Linked DNA regions of Rattus norvegicus: regions 1 and 3 are each linked to region 2. The links are chromatin contacts, called in public Hi-C maps. All regions are on one chromosome and are shown on one strand. The core of a region is the stretch at or near the end of the contact, and the rest is flanking DNA. Distances in the headings are between cores, read along the strand shown. Region 1 has its middle 25 kb from the start of Dusp1. Region 2 overlaps Ergic1 (endoplasmic reticulum-golgi intermediate compartment 1). Region 3 has its middle 5.5 kb from the start of Dusp1.

Region 1 (4,248 bases), core at 337-2,836, 160 kb before region 2:
GTGGCACTGCGGTCTACCTGCCAGGTCAAAGTAGATAGAACAACTTTGCTCATTTCTGCAATCTAGGCTCCCGGCTCTACTTGGACAGAGCTCAGGAGGACTGTGGGACTATGGGAAATAGATCAATGATAAAGGGCAGAGGACACGGGGCTTTTTACTCCAGAAGTGAGTTAAGTCCTCAATATATAAAAGAGAAGAGTAGGAAACCCCAAGAATAGGCCTTGAAGGTCCAAGGTCCCCTGAACAGTCATTTCCCTCTGTCCCCTTTGTCCTGGGGACGAGACATCACATGTGAGGTATTTCAAGAAGGAAATGCCCAGGGTAAGGGGAAAGGATGTCATTGCTTCCTTCTGGGTCACAATGTAAGGGTTTCATGTTTGTCTTCCCCTCTAGACTGAGCTCCTGATGTGTGGGGTGAGTGGGCTTCTCCATCTGTGTCTAGGACACCCAGACAGCACCTAAGTACCCTCGGCAGCCTGAGGCACCTATTGGATGAATGAAGGAGTGAGGGAGAGAGATTTGCTGTCAGGACATTCCTACCCCTGGACCTTTCCCTGAGGACATGAGAATGAAAGTCTGGGCCTCTGTTCACTGAGCTTCTAGCATGTTCCAGGCCCAGCTGTTGCTTTCACCAAGGTCACGTGTCCTAGCAATAACCATGCTGGCATTTTAATCCACTCTGCACGGTGCATAGTTTGACTTGGGGAGCTTATTTTTCCCTTTAAAAGAAACTTAAAAGTTGACTGGGCTCCTAGGTGCGCAGCCAAGGGAAATGAGAACACGAAACCACATGAAGACTTGAACATGAACGGTCATGGTGACATGATTCATCGGAGCTCAAGTGGAAAGAGCCCGGAGGCAGCATCAGTCAGAGAGGAACAGTGTGTGCACAGCCATGTAATAGGATATTACCATTCTATCACAAATAATGATTGTTAATAAAGCATCCACACATACTACAGCATGTATGAACCTTGGACAAGAGAGAGATTTGAGGAAACCCACCCCTGAAGACCCCATATTATGAAAGCTTATTTCTATGAAATGTCCTGGATAGGCAAGCCCCAGAGAGGGAGGGTAGATTCCCACTGCCTAAGGCCAGGAGAGGGATGTGGGCAGGGGCTGTGTAGGAGGAGCGTAGCGATCGCCAATAGACCGGCCAGTACAGCTGTGAATACATGGAAACCCACTGAACCTTGCGTTCTACATGGGCGAATGATGTGGCATGTGAATTTTTTCAATGAAGCTGTTATAAAACCCAAAAGAAAGAAATTAGAGAATTCCCCCTTTCCAAGGAGGCGCCCACAGAGAGGCTGGTTTCACAATCCAGTGGTGGCTCTGGTTTGCCAATGGCATTTCTGTTTTTCAACAGTCTTGAGCCTATTCTGCGAGGCAGCTTTTCTCAAGACTCATGCTGGACCCTAGAAGCCCCATATTGCTGGCTGATGCCTGTCTCCAGTCTGGGTGACCCTGTCCGTTGCCCTTTGCCCCCTTGTCCATGCCAGCCATGGCCCCTCCCCCAGCCCCTCTCTGCTCAGGAAAGCCAGCTCCAAATGCCTGGGCTGCCTCAGGAACCTAGTGACGTGGGCCTGTTGTGGTGTGTTTGGGCACAGACGCCTTCGCTGCCAGCGTTGCCAGGCACAGAGGGTGACTAACCCAGCCAGTTGTGTTCAGGTTTCAGTGCCAACCCAGGAGCAGGGGGAGCTGAGGCCTTCAGCTGCTCAGGGACGATGGGCTTGCTATACCTGGGCTACACTTACACACACCAGCAAGCATCCTCAGCCTCCTCATTGCCAGACATCCAATGACGAAGAAGTGCCCAAAAGAGTTCTTGGGAAGGTAGAAAACAAAACAAAACGACTCAAAAAATGTAGGAACCCCAGACAAATAAACATCAAAGTCACTGTTACTGCCCACTGGCTGCACCACTGTGGCTACACACACAGGCCCAGTCAACTGTAGATTTTTTAAACTGTGTCTGAGTCAAGCAGGTAGCCCATACCTGCGATACTAGCACTGGGGAGGTAGAGGCAGGAAGATGACAAGTTTGAGGCTAGCCTGGACTACAAGAGTGAGAGAGGCTGCCTCCGAAAATAATTACGTCTATACTGAAAACATGTGTCTTTCTTACCATCATTCCGTCATCGATACAGTGTGGTATCTGCCACACATGTGCAGTGAGTTAGGGGTGGTGTGTCTTGCAGAGCTGGTTTAAAGAATAGAGGAGGGTTGCTCAGGCTCTATGGAGACACTGTGCTGCATGGGTCGACTTGATCTCTGTACAGTCCTAGGATGATTCTCCTGCCCCCATCCCCAAAGCATCTGAACTCAGAACTTCCAGCCTAGCTAAGGTCTAGGGAGAGGGTGGTGTCTGGAATGGGCCTGGAAGAGAACCAGTGATGGTGGCCAGCTAGAGGCAAGGAAGACCACCAGAGCAGAGCAGGCTGGGATTCAGCCTCGGGGGAGCATCTTCAGGAACGGCCGGGTCTTCTTGAGCTTCTGTGTACAGAAGCCTTAGGGAGTCACAGGTGGGCAGCAGGGTCTGCTCTAGCTTCTCTTTCTCAAAGCTCTGGCTGCTGGATAGAGAAGAGACAAGTCGAGGGGAGCAGGAGAGGCATCCATCCTCTTACTGCAGGAGGGCACTGGCTGGCAGGAAAGTCCCTCTCTCCTAGCAAAAGGACAGTGGATACTGTGGCTGTTGGCACTTGACACTTGCATTTAAATCAAGTGCTAAACATTTCCGACGATTTTTACCATTGTGATTCATTCAAAGCTTAAGGAAACAAGCCCAGGGGCTGGAGAGAGGGCTCTGCAGGTCACACACACACACACACACACACACACACACACACACACACACACACACACACACACACACACACACGGCACCTCACAGCCATCTGGTAGACCCGGCACACTCTTCTGATCTGTGTTGGCACCAGGCATACATGTGGTGCACATACACACATGCAGAGGAAACACTCAATAATGTAAAAATCAAATAAGTAAATCAATATTTCTCTCCCTCTCCCTCTCCTCCTCCCTCCCCCACCTCCATCTCTCTTATAAAAGTGTGAACGGAAAGAAATTATCCCAGCCAAAGGCCAGGATTTAATTAACAGTTCTTTTGCTTTTTATCATTGTTGTCGTCGTCGTCGTTGTTATTGTTGTCATCGTTGCTGCTGCTGCTGCTGCTGCTGCTGCTGCTGCTGCTGCTGCTGCTGCTGCTGATGTTCACAGTAGTATAAAACGTAACTGATGTAAAATGTTGGTGGAGGGGGCTGAAGAGATGGCTCAGCGGTTAAGAGCACTGACTGCTCTTCCTGAGGTCCTGAGTTCAAGTCCCAGCAACCACATGGTGGCTCACAACCATCTGTAATGGGATCTGATGTCCTCTTCTGGTGTGTCTGAAGACAGCTACAGTGTACTTACATATAATAAATAAATCTTTAAAAAAAAATGTTGGTGGAGCATGTCTTCAGTCTGGAGACAGAGGCAAGCAGCTCCCTGAGTTTAAGGTCAGCCTAGTCTACATAGTGAGTTCCAGGCTTGCATAGTGAGACCCAGCTTCTAAATACCAAAAAATAAAAAAATAAAAAAATGACGATGACGACGACGACGACAATGGTGGTGAAAGTTTTGAAATGAGGAAACAAATATGAACCTAAGACTTCAGGGGAACGGTGAAGTACAAATTAACAAAAATTTACCAGGAACCACATGGGTTTGTTGTGGTTTGTTTGTGTGCCTTTTTTTTTTTTTTTTTTTTTTTAGTAAACACTTGATTTTTAAAATTTAATCCCCAAACCAGTTCAAATCCTGCCCTGTGGGTCTGGAAAGCATCAGTCTGGGTCACTGGCCTCACTGCCCCATTGGCTTAAGCACCTTCTTTGCTTAAAGTGAAGCCAGTGCATATACCTCTGTGAGCTTATACCTCTTGCCCTAGTTTGGTCTCTGTTGCTGTGACAAACTCGATGACCGACCACAACTTAGAGAGGGAACAATGTGTTTCGTCTTACAGCTCACGGACCATCAAGGAGGGAACCTGGAGGCAGGAGCTGATGCAGGAGCCACAGAGGGGGCTGCTTACTGGCTTGCTCCTCGTGGCTTGCTCGATCTGCTTTCTTATATACCTAGGGGTGGTACCACCCACAGTGGGCTGAGACCTTCCCCATTGATCTTTAATCAAGAAAATGCCTCCACAGACTCGCCTACAAGGCAATCTGACAGAAGCTATACGTTTTCTAT
Region 2 (4,790 bases), core at 1,210-3,709:
TCAGGTGCTAACTGTAAGCCAAGGTCATAGCCTCACACCATTCCCTTCCCACAGCTACCCTGCGAGGTACACAGACTCATTGCTGTCTTTTGGAAGGGAAAAGGGTAGCCTGTCCCTAGGGAAGGTAGATTTTAGCCCTGGACTATTGCAAGCTCTGACAACTCCTGTCACTGTACTAATCGCTGTTTGGCCATTGTCCTGAGTGGAGGCAGTCACCTGGATCCTATAAAGCATTAACAGAACCAGAGTCCACTCTGTGAGAACCAACTCCATAAGTGGCCAGTGGGAGAAACCGGCTGGCTCCTCCCCTCCTGCTCAAACCCTTCCTGTCAGCCACTGGTTCCTTAGAGAGTGCTGAATCTCTACTCAGGGCCAAAGAGCACATACTCGTACCTCCATTCTTGCACATGCCCACAGCATGTGTGTGCATACACACACACAGTATGCTGAGGAAACTAATGTTCACTGGATCACTTTGAAGAAGCATTCGTGTTAGCCCTAGATGTGGTAGGGACCTGCATCTTGGAATGTGGGCAGCTGCTGGTCATGATGGCTCAGGACCGACTGTTTGGCAGTCAGTCAGACACTGAATGCATATTGATTAAGCACGGTACCAAGTTCTAGACACAGGGGTGTGAGTGAATGAAGCCAGCAACCCCTTCAGGCCTCCTTTCTGCTCTAACTTGGAAAGGTGTTCACAATACCTGGTCCTGAGGCAGACCCCCTGTGATTCTGTGAGGTCATCCGTCTGGCATGTTTCTACTGAGGTAGAGATGTGAACTGGTTCTCGGTACACAGTAGACATGAGGATGGCTCTCCCTCTCTTTTTGTCATTGTTCATTTGTGACTACCAATGTTTTTTATAAATAACAACAAATTTTAGAGTTGTGATTTTTGCTAAGACCTTCCTTTCCTCAGGTTTTATCCTCGGATAGTGGGAATTTGAGACACGTACTTCGAGGTGATCTTTGGTCTCCTAGCTTTGGTATAGATGTGAGCCCATCTCCAGGGAAGAGAACCAGGATCAGCCTTTAATCCCATGTGACTGTAGAGCTCAGAACTCTGAGAGCCATTGTGGGCGTGAACAGGAGGTGTTAGGTCCCCCTGGGCTTAGCTTAAAGGCTACAGGGCTCTCCCCAGTTTTCCTCCATTCCAGGAGTGCCGCCCTTTCCTGAGGAGACAGCAGGGTCAGAACTAGTCAGGGCTGGAATATTCTCTCCATGCTCACCACTCTGACACAGGAATCTAAATCTAAATCTGATCTGCAGAGACCGGGATTAGAACCCACAAGACTAAATCCCCATGTTCTTTTAGCTCCGTGGTTCCTAGTCCAAGGTTCTAGAAGGAATAAGAGGGACCTCAGTCCTTGTGTGGGAGGCTGAGGCCACTCTTGTTCCAATTGGCTCATGCTTATCAGTAGCTGATTGATCCATTCACCCTTTTTCCAGTTCCTTCATTCAGCAGGATGCCACCGTCTGCCCTGTCCCAGGCTCCATGCTGGATCTGGGGACAGGGGGTAAGACTCAGCATCTTCCCGCCATCCAGGCTGGGTGGAGATAGGTGGGGGTAGCACTGGGTAAAAGGGTTGTGTTAAAATATTACAGGGCTGAAGGATCAGCAGTTTATTGAGAAAGAGGAAAGACATGGACCAGATTTTGTTGTTTGCTTTTACAGCACTGGGACTGAGGCCAAGGCCATGTTTATGCCAGGCAGGTGCCTGGCCACTGAGCTAGGACCCCAGCCCTCAGGGATCGATCAGTTCTTACCTAGTTCTTTCTGGGGCATTCTTTTCATTTTTCTTCCTAAAGCCCAGAGCCAAGATTATTTTAAAAGTAAAAAGCTTGCAGACAACACCCACAATGAAATGATGGGGCCTTTCTCGAATCCCTCCTGTCTTCCTGGAAAATTTCATGGGGCAGAGGTGGTGGTGTGTGGGTGGGGTGGGGGAGATATCATTTTACCAGTCTCTCTAGTCTAGGTAAGGAAGAAACAGAAGCTGCTTCACTTCCTGGAGATCTTTCTAGATAATTCTTTGTGTCCACATATTAAAGAGGATGCTCTCCCTGGCCCCTAATTTACGGGAGCAGGCTGATCCTTGACTTGGATCTCAGAGAAAATGCCTTCTCGGCACCCCTCATTAATGGCTGCCCCATCTGTAAGTGTGTGGCTCAGAGTCTTATATATTATGAAATGCAGATCTAACGATTCTGGCAAGTGGCATTCCAAAGAGAAAGAGGGGAGAGGACCCTGCAGTGCCAAGAGGACTTGAACTTGGGGTTACAGGCAGAACCACCTGCTAGGTGGTGACACTCCCCCCCCCGTTTCATCTTTCCTTGTGCTCCCTGCAGCCCTGGCCTCCCACGATTACATCTTGAAGATCGTGCCCACGGTGTATGAGGACAAGAGTGGCAAGCAGCGCTACTCCTACCAGTACACCGTGGCCAACAAGGTGAGTGGGCCCTGAACGGGCTGAGCATTGCAATTGCGCCCTCTGCTGGCCGAGGGCATAGGCGATGCCCCACACTTCTGCTGAAAGGAATTTCACAGGAGTGGGGCAGGGAGTAGGCCGTCCTACCAGGCTCATTCTCTACTCTAGGTAACGATGAAATACCAGTTCTTGCCGTGGTAGTGGCCTCGAGGTCCAGGTAAGAAACTCTAACAAGGAGATAAGGTCCGTTTGAAATAGGCAGAGGACCGTCCCTAAACATCCCAGCTCTGTTATCTTCTGGTCCCAGTTTCTTCAGGCTCCTATTGATCAGCACACGGTAGATACTTCGAATCAGGCAGGGAATCCAATCGGGATTGACTGAGGATGTTCCAGGACCCCAACACTTCAAGAGACACACAGGTCTTACGGGAAGCCAAGGGACATCCAAGCCAGTGAAATGAGAAGGCACAGCAGTCGGTGACTTGGGCCTCTCCCGAAACCATGGCTTGTGCCAGTGGAACACAAATGCTTGGAGTATGTTCCCCTGTTTACCACGAGACTCCTGCTTCTGCTGTCGCAGGGCCACCCAGACCCCCTCAGTATTTGATGGGTGTTTAGCTCAGTTTGCTATCATCATAGTTGAGGTGGGCATTGTTGTATCGAGTACTTAGGAGCTAGACACGTCCAGCTCCCTGCCTCCATCACCACTGTCAGTCACCATGGCTGCCCTGGTATGGGAGCAGCTGTCCTGCCCATTTTACGCATTGGTCACCGAGGGACAGGCACTCGCAGAGCTGTACAGTTGCAGTCTAGGGATTGGAACCAGGTTCCTCTGGGGTTCCAGAGCCCCCCGATCGCTCACCCACTCAGTCTGAATAGACGTTGCCCAGGCCTGCCCACTTGGGGAGCCTCTTGATGATGGGTCCCTGTGCTCTGATTCCCTTTGATCCATAACTCTCTCCGGGAAGTCTTACTGCTTACATTTACTATTTTGGACGGTGTCTGTCCTACTTTCCCGAAACATAATAAAATCCTAAGAGTAGGTAAATAAGGAATAGAAGTTGACTTATCTCATGGGTGGGGAAAGAGGAAGTCAAAGAGATTGACCCCAGCCTGTGGTAAGCCTCACTGTGCTATCCAGTGGAGGGCAGGGCAGGTCCTACAAGCTTAGGACCACCTTTCTCTTCTTACAGGAGAGTCAATGCTACTGTTGCCACTTACCCTCATGGCCTCGTCTAACTCACCTCCCATTACCACCTCCAGTTACCACCAATGAGTACTTACGGGTTCAGTCCCTTGATGTACAAAAAGGAACTGTGTAAATTTAGATGGAGAATAGCCGTGGTACACCTGCCTTACATGCAGGGCTCTGGGCTCGGGCTCAGCCCCAGCACTGCAGCAAATGCATGTGGCTTTTTGGGCAGCATATTTAAACCACTGTATTCATTATAACCCCGCACCCCCAGTGCTGCCACACATAAGCAGGAAGTAGGGGGGCCCTGGACCACACAGCCCCATCCCAGCTCAGTCATATGTCCTTGTTTGTAATATGTCCATGGTAGTTACTTCACAAGATTGCTGTCAAATGAAGCAATGTTTTCAGAAAGCGCTTGGCCCACTAAGAAGGCTGGTGCCTACTGCTGCTAGATGTGTCTGCTGCAGGCTTCTTCCATCGAGGCTTGGCAGGGGGCCAGTGGCTGAACCGGCTCACTCAGCATTCTCTGTGGCTTTGGTCCCAGCCTGTCCTATGGATGGCAGTTGGTGTCCAGTAGGCTAGGACCCAGTGGTATGCATGGGGTCGGTCCGGCTGCTCAAGACCAGTGCCGGGGACAGAGGGTTGGGCCTGGGGACCCTTGCATCCATTTCTACTTGTTGTAAACAAGGGAGGTGAGCTCAAAGCTTCTCAGGACCCTGAAGTACTCCAAAGGTCCTGAGGGTCATCAGCTCAGATCCCTGGGGTGGAGATGGCAAAAGCCAAGCCCTCCAGGAGAGGATAAAACTGGCCCAAAGATAACCATCACTTTAGCTCCATGGTGGTCATTTAGCCATTGCCGTGTGCATTCTTAGGAGCCATGGCAGGTAGAGCACCACCTTTCCAGTTCTCTGTGCTGGCCCTGCTTCGTGGGCAAGCTCACACACACTTGCTCACATGCCAGGCAGGTGTGGCTTAGAATGGCCCTTTCTCGGTGAGCCTTGAGATCCCTCTGACAGAACTGGCTCATGTATGGCCCACTGAGCACCCAAGCCCCACCTCCCTACATGAACACTGTTGGAAGCTAGTGATGTGATGTCTTCATCCGCCAGCCTGTGACTCCCCTAGGGAAGGAGCTTCGTCCCCCCAGGAATCTCAGAACATCAGCGG
Region 3 (4,768 bases), core at 1,251-3,750, 140 kb before region 2:
CAGGGTTACTGATGGGAAGTAGAGAAAATATCTTAGAGGGTTCATATCTGCCCAGCTCTCATGCTTTAAGGATTATTATAATTATAAAGGTTTTGTGCCTTTGAGAATTAAATGATCCAAAGTGGAATAGAAACCCCCAAATAATATTTATCACAACATTCTGGTGCCCAACATAGGACAAAAGTAACCAAAAGTTTAAAAAAAAAAGTAAGGAAGGTGAAGAAAAACGTTTGCAGGGACAGGAACTGGGGCAGAGACCAGCTTCACTTCCAGCTGGGTGTTTACAGTTGGGCTGAACAACCCAGGAAACAGCTCAGGTTACTTCCGCAACTCAGGCAAGGTCAAGGGTAGCCATGCCACGCCACGCCACACAGGCCATTTTAGAAGTGATAGGATTGGTTTATTTGGGATTTTTATGTTTTGAAGATAGCCCCGTCTCAGTTTGCTGTTGAATTAAGTATGTCATGAGCCTCTGTCGTCCCAGGCAGGATGCCCTGCAGACAGAGCCTGGCTTAGGGGCAAATCCCAGGTGTGCATTTGGAATTGCTGGGTTTGGGCACCTCTTAGGCGCGTGACTATTTCTAGGGAGCTACTGGTACTTTCGTCTACATCTAGACAAACACCTAGAACAGAGGTTAAAGTTGGAGACTGTCAGTGTGCCTTCCTATACTCTATCTTTTTCTCACCGGCCATTAACAACAGGACCGGTCAAAGGGGCTAATGTGTGACACTCTCCACAAGTCCACGTCTGCTTAGCACCCACCCGAAGCGAATCCCTGGCGACTCTCCTATAGAGATACCAGGACTGAGACCTTGAGGAAAGACGTGTTCCATGGTCAGTCAGATACCAGCTGGTAGATCAATTCCAGAATTCCTTCTCATTTCTTAATCCTTTGAAAGCTTAAGGAGAACCATCAGTACTAGTACGTACTTACTGAAGGGATGAATGAATGACTGATGCCTGTTGTCGTGGTGATTTATAATCCCATCTTTACGGTGTGGTCCAGAGCACAGCAAGGACAGGCCTGGGAGTTGGGGGCAGGTGGTACCTTCCTTCCATAGACTCTTTAGGGAAGCCCATTCTCAGGAGGATCAAAACATAGCCATCACACCAATTCACTTTTCAAAGGTCCCCTCGCTGGGCCATCTTTAGAAACACCTGCCTTCTAAGTTGTACTTTCTGAGACCAGCCTGAAGGAAGCCCAGGACTTCAAGGTTCCTGGCCTTGAGGATGGAGGGGAGTTAGACCTAGGAGTCGAACAGGAAAGGAAGCTGGGTGACACTTCAGGTGCTTCTTACGGATGAGGAAACTGTCTCTGAGCGGGCCTAGGTCAGTGGGGCAGGGCGGGGTGATCTCAGAGCAAGGCCACTTCTTCTGGCAAAGCTGAGTGACAGGCATTATGTGAATGCAGGCTGGCGTCACGACAGCAGCAGGACAGCTCACCCCTGCTTCCCTCTGCCAGGGCACTCTGCTCAGGGAGGGGCATCAATGCTGTGACAGAATGGGGACCAGCTGACTCACAAGCTCGATAATGTGCTTTTTCATTAAGTTAAGCCATGAATCAAAACCACCTTTAGAGTAAGAGGCAATTGGACCACATTAAAGATGGGGAAACTGGGGGCTGGGGATTTAGCTCAGTGGTAGAGCGCTTACCTAGGAAGCGCAAGGCCCTGGGTTCGGTCCCCAGCTCCGAAAAAAAAGAACCAAAAAAAAAAAAAGATGGAGAAACTGAGACTTCAAGAGTTTGACAAGCCACTGTCAAAATCTGGGACTCAAACACGGGTCTGACTGACTCAAGTGTACTATGCCCTGTCCACTAAGGGACCATTCAAGCCTCAGGTTTTGCTGCCCTCTGGGCTGAAACCCTTTTCCCAGCTCACCATTCAGGTCTCGATGTGGCTGGTGACCCCTCTGAGTAACCCGTGCCTGACTAACCAGGCTGACTAGCCTGGAATATTCTCTATTACTAACCCACCTTCATGGTTCCATCCATATCCCACAGTCTTATTTACACACATTCCGGTTTGCGGGCCCCTTACCAGCGAGTGCTTTGTCTTTCCCCAAACAGAGGGCATGGAGTCATGGATACTTATTGCCTGGTTGATCAATGAAGGAGGCGAGGAAGGAGTGGGACTGGCTCTTAGTTTTAGAAACTCATTAGAAGATGGGGGTTTTAAGGTACTTTCCTGAACAGAACTTCTATGCAATACAACACTCAAGGCCAATACCTTGAGGACCCTTTGTTCTTCGGAGAACAAACCCAGCGCTGAGCTGACACACAGGAGGGAGCCCAGGCTGCACTCAACCAGACTGTTCTTGAACAAACTTGCCCAGCACAGCACCAGGAAAAAAAAAAGTCCCCAGAGGTGGGCAGCCCTCCTACCAGCTACCCAGAATGCAGCCTTTGGAGACAAACAGCCCCAGGTGACTGGGATCCACCCCGCTAGGGGGTGTGGGAAAGCCAGCTCCAACACGGCAGGCGGCAGGCGGGGCCAGCCGGCTGACAGTGTTTGCCTCTGTATACAGCAACAGAAACCAAGCAGCCAGAACTTCTCAGAGGCACCCCGCCCCCCACTTCGTTTTAATCTCCCAAACTGACTTGTCAGCATCAGGAAGTGACATGACAGCTTTCCTCACAAAAGGGAAACTCCTCAGTGTTACCATGGGGATGGAGGCCATTGCGGGATCACAGATTTATATAATCTTAAAGGTGTAGGCACCATGATGTCATTCTGGATAAGCTGAGATGGGAGGCGGGGGGGGGGGGGGGGGGAATGGATGCCAGAGACTGCTAGTGCAAAACAGGAGAGCTGCAAAGAGTTGCAAAGTCCCCGGAAAGTAAGGAGAGGATGTTGAGGAGGCGGTGGGGGCTGAAGTCTCATCCGATGGATGCCTGGAAACTACAGGAGAGCACAGGACCGTCATCTATGCCTTTTCCACAGCCTGGAATTAAAGAGCCAGGATGAAACCGGCTCTTCAGATCCAGGGCAAACCGGTCATTTCACAGGGTGGGAAAACTAGACCTCACTGGGGATGAGGGGATCCAATTGTTGCACCACAGCTCAGTCAATATGCCAATCACTGAAGCAGCTTTTATTGCCTTTGTTACACAGAGGAGGAAACTGAGGCCTTGAGGGGTAGAGCATTCCTACCCAAAAGGTCTGGCATAGTGGGGAACACAGCTGGCTAGAAAACATGGGTTTAGCTGCTCCCTCGAGCTATCTTGGATCAAGCTTCACTGCGACTCCAGTCTCTGCAAGACCACCTAATAACTGGGACACTGATTCAGCTGCCCTGTCTCTTCCTCAGGAAAACAGACATGATGTTAGAGATCGTGAACACAGGCAAAACCCTCAACGGACCCCAGAACTCAGTGGCAGCCCCTTAACTTGTGACAGCTGTGACTGTCACAAGAGTCTTAAACGTTGTTGTGTCTCTGCCAATTGTCTCTGGGAAACAAACGTCTTAACAGTCTCTTTTAATCCTGAGATGCTGACTTCCGTCTCAAGCATGATGTTTTCTGGAGCGTCTAAGCAAAGGTGACCCATGAGAGGGACTGCTCCTGGTCTGGGCTGTGAAGAGACACAACTGTTTTCACTGGCGGCTCCCCGAGGCTGCCTCTGTACTTTTCCGTTGACTAGCTCACACTTGAGATTAATTTGGGTTTAACCAGTGACTGCCAAGTCAAAAAAGCAGAGGCCCAGGCCCACGGGAAAGGCAGTCCCCGCATCTGCCACGGAATAGTGACCCCGTGGTACCTTTCCACGAAGGGGACAACTCGCAAAGGCAAATATCTAGGCTTGATAAAAAAACAACAACAACAACAACAACAAAAAACGCTGTTTGTTTTGAAAAGCATTCATCCACTCACCCCAAACCCAGCCAAGGATATGAGCTTGCCAGCCCTGGACAAGTTCTTCTGTCTTAGAACACAAGGATCTTCAGACCTGGATGTCACGTGGCAGGGGAGTGGGGGAGGTCAAGGGCAGATTCTGTGTCAAGACTTGAACAATGGGGCTGGGTGAGGACCATGGCACCAGTCGAGGTCGCTTCCTTTTCCACTTCACACGGCACTTAGTCCACAGAAGAGCAGGCACTCAGGGGCCTGTAACCTGAGAGCAGGCACCCAAGGGCATGGCACCCAAGAGCAGGCAACCAGAGACTGGGGACCCAATGTCTTTGCTGTTATTTCATTTGATATTGCAGATCGGGTTGTGGCTCGGTAGTGAACTATACCTTCTCAGCGTTAGTCTGCTGACACTAGTGAAAATCAGTTTTCCCTACAGCAAGTGTGACTTAATTGCTGTCTCTTTAACACAGTCTCGGAGAGCAGCAAGCGACCTGAAGGAGACAGCTGCCAAAAAAAACGACGTTTCTATGCAGAAGTCCGTGTGCAAACCCTCCAAAAACTAGCAGAGGGAGTGCAGGTGATTTCTTCCATGTACACGCATACAGAGCATGGACTTTTTATTTGATGCATTATTTTTAAAGATGTAAAAGCCTTGTTCGAGGCACACACACACACACACACTCACACACACACACACACACACACACACGCATGATATAGATAAGCGACAAAGTTTAGAGGTCATAGAATTAGAAAGCAAACTACAGCTCCCAATTCCCTACTTTAGCTGCTCAGCTACTTCGGGCCTCCCATCCTCATCTGCACAGCACCTGAGCCTCTCTGAGAGCAGGCTACTCCTATGCTCTGTAAATCCTGAGAACACGTTAATCCAGGCATTCTGCAAATAGCTCAGAGAG

Evidence for each region. Hi-C and Micro-C count contacts between places; a contact is called where the count stands out from the background.
Region 1: a contact with region 2 is called in a Hi-C map of liver, with 2.4 times the contacts expected there. The contact joins two enhancer-like sites. A contact is called at or near these places in 8 of 12 Hi-C or Micro-C datasets (the A7r5 cell line, Schwann cells, hepatocytes and 4 more) and 1 of 1 datasets of contacts at active chromatin or transcription factors (oligodendrocytes).
Region 3: a contact with region 2 is called in a Hi-C map of liver, with 4 times the contacts expected there. The contact joins two enhancer-like sites. A contact is called at or near these places in 7 of 12 Hi-C or Micro-C datasets (the A7r5 cell line, Schwann cells, frontal cortex and 3 more).

What each region holds. Positions count from the first base shown.
Region 1 is chr10:17,207,484-17,211,731 of GRCr8, reverse strand. No RefSeq gene overlaps it. Among named protein-coding and RNA genes, the nearest start is that of Dusp1, 25 kb to the right of the region's middle. Within about 2 kb of position 1,586, at least 14 of the 93 cell types and tissues checked have an H3K27ac peak or open chromatin away from gene starts, as enhancers often do. A contact at or near this core is called in liver, where this site is marked.
Region 2 is chr10:17,051,185-17,055,974 of GRCr8, reverse strand. It overlaps Ergic1 (endoplasmic reticulum-golgi intermediate compartment 1), which reads left to right. Exons shown (of 10, transcript NM_001398572.1): 8 at 2,349-2,449. Among named protein-coding and RNA genes, the nearest start is that of Rpl26l1, 25 kb to the right of the region's middle. Within about 2 kb of position 2,459, at least 3 of the 93 cell types and tissues checked have an H3K27ac peak or open chromatin away from gene starts, as enhancers often do. A contact at or near this core is called in liver, where this site is marked.
Region 3 is chr10:17,187,938-17,192,705 of GRCr8, reverse strand. No RefSeq gene overlaps it. Among named protein-coding and RNA genes, the nearest start is that of Dusp1, 5.5 kb to the right of the region's middle. Within about 2 kb of position 2,500, at least 65 of the 93 cell types and tissues checked have an H3K27ac peak or open chromatin away from gene starts, as enhancers often do. A contact at or near this core is called in liver, where this site is marked.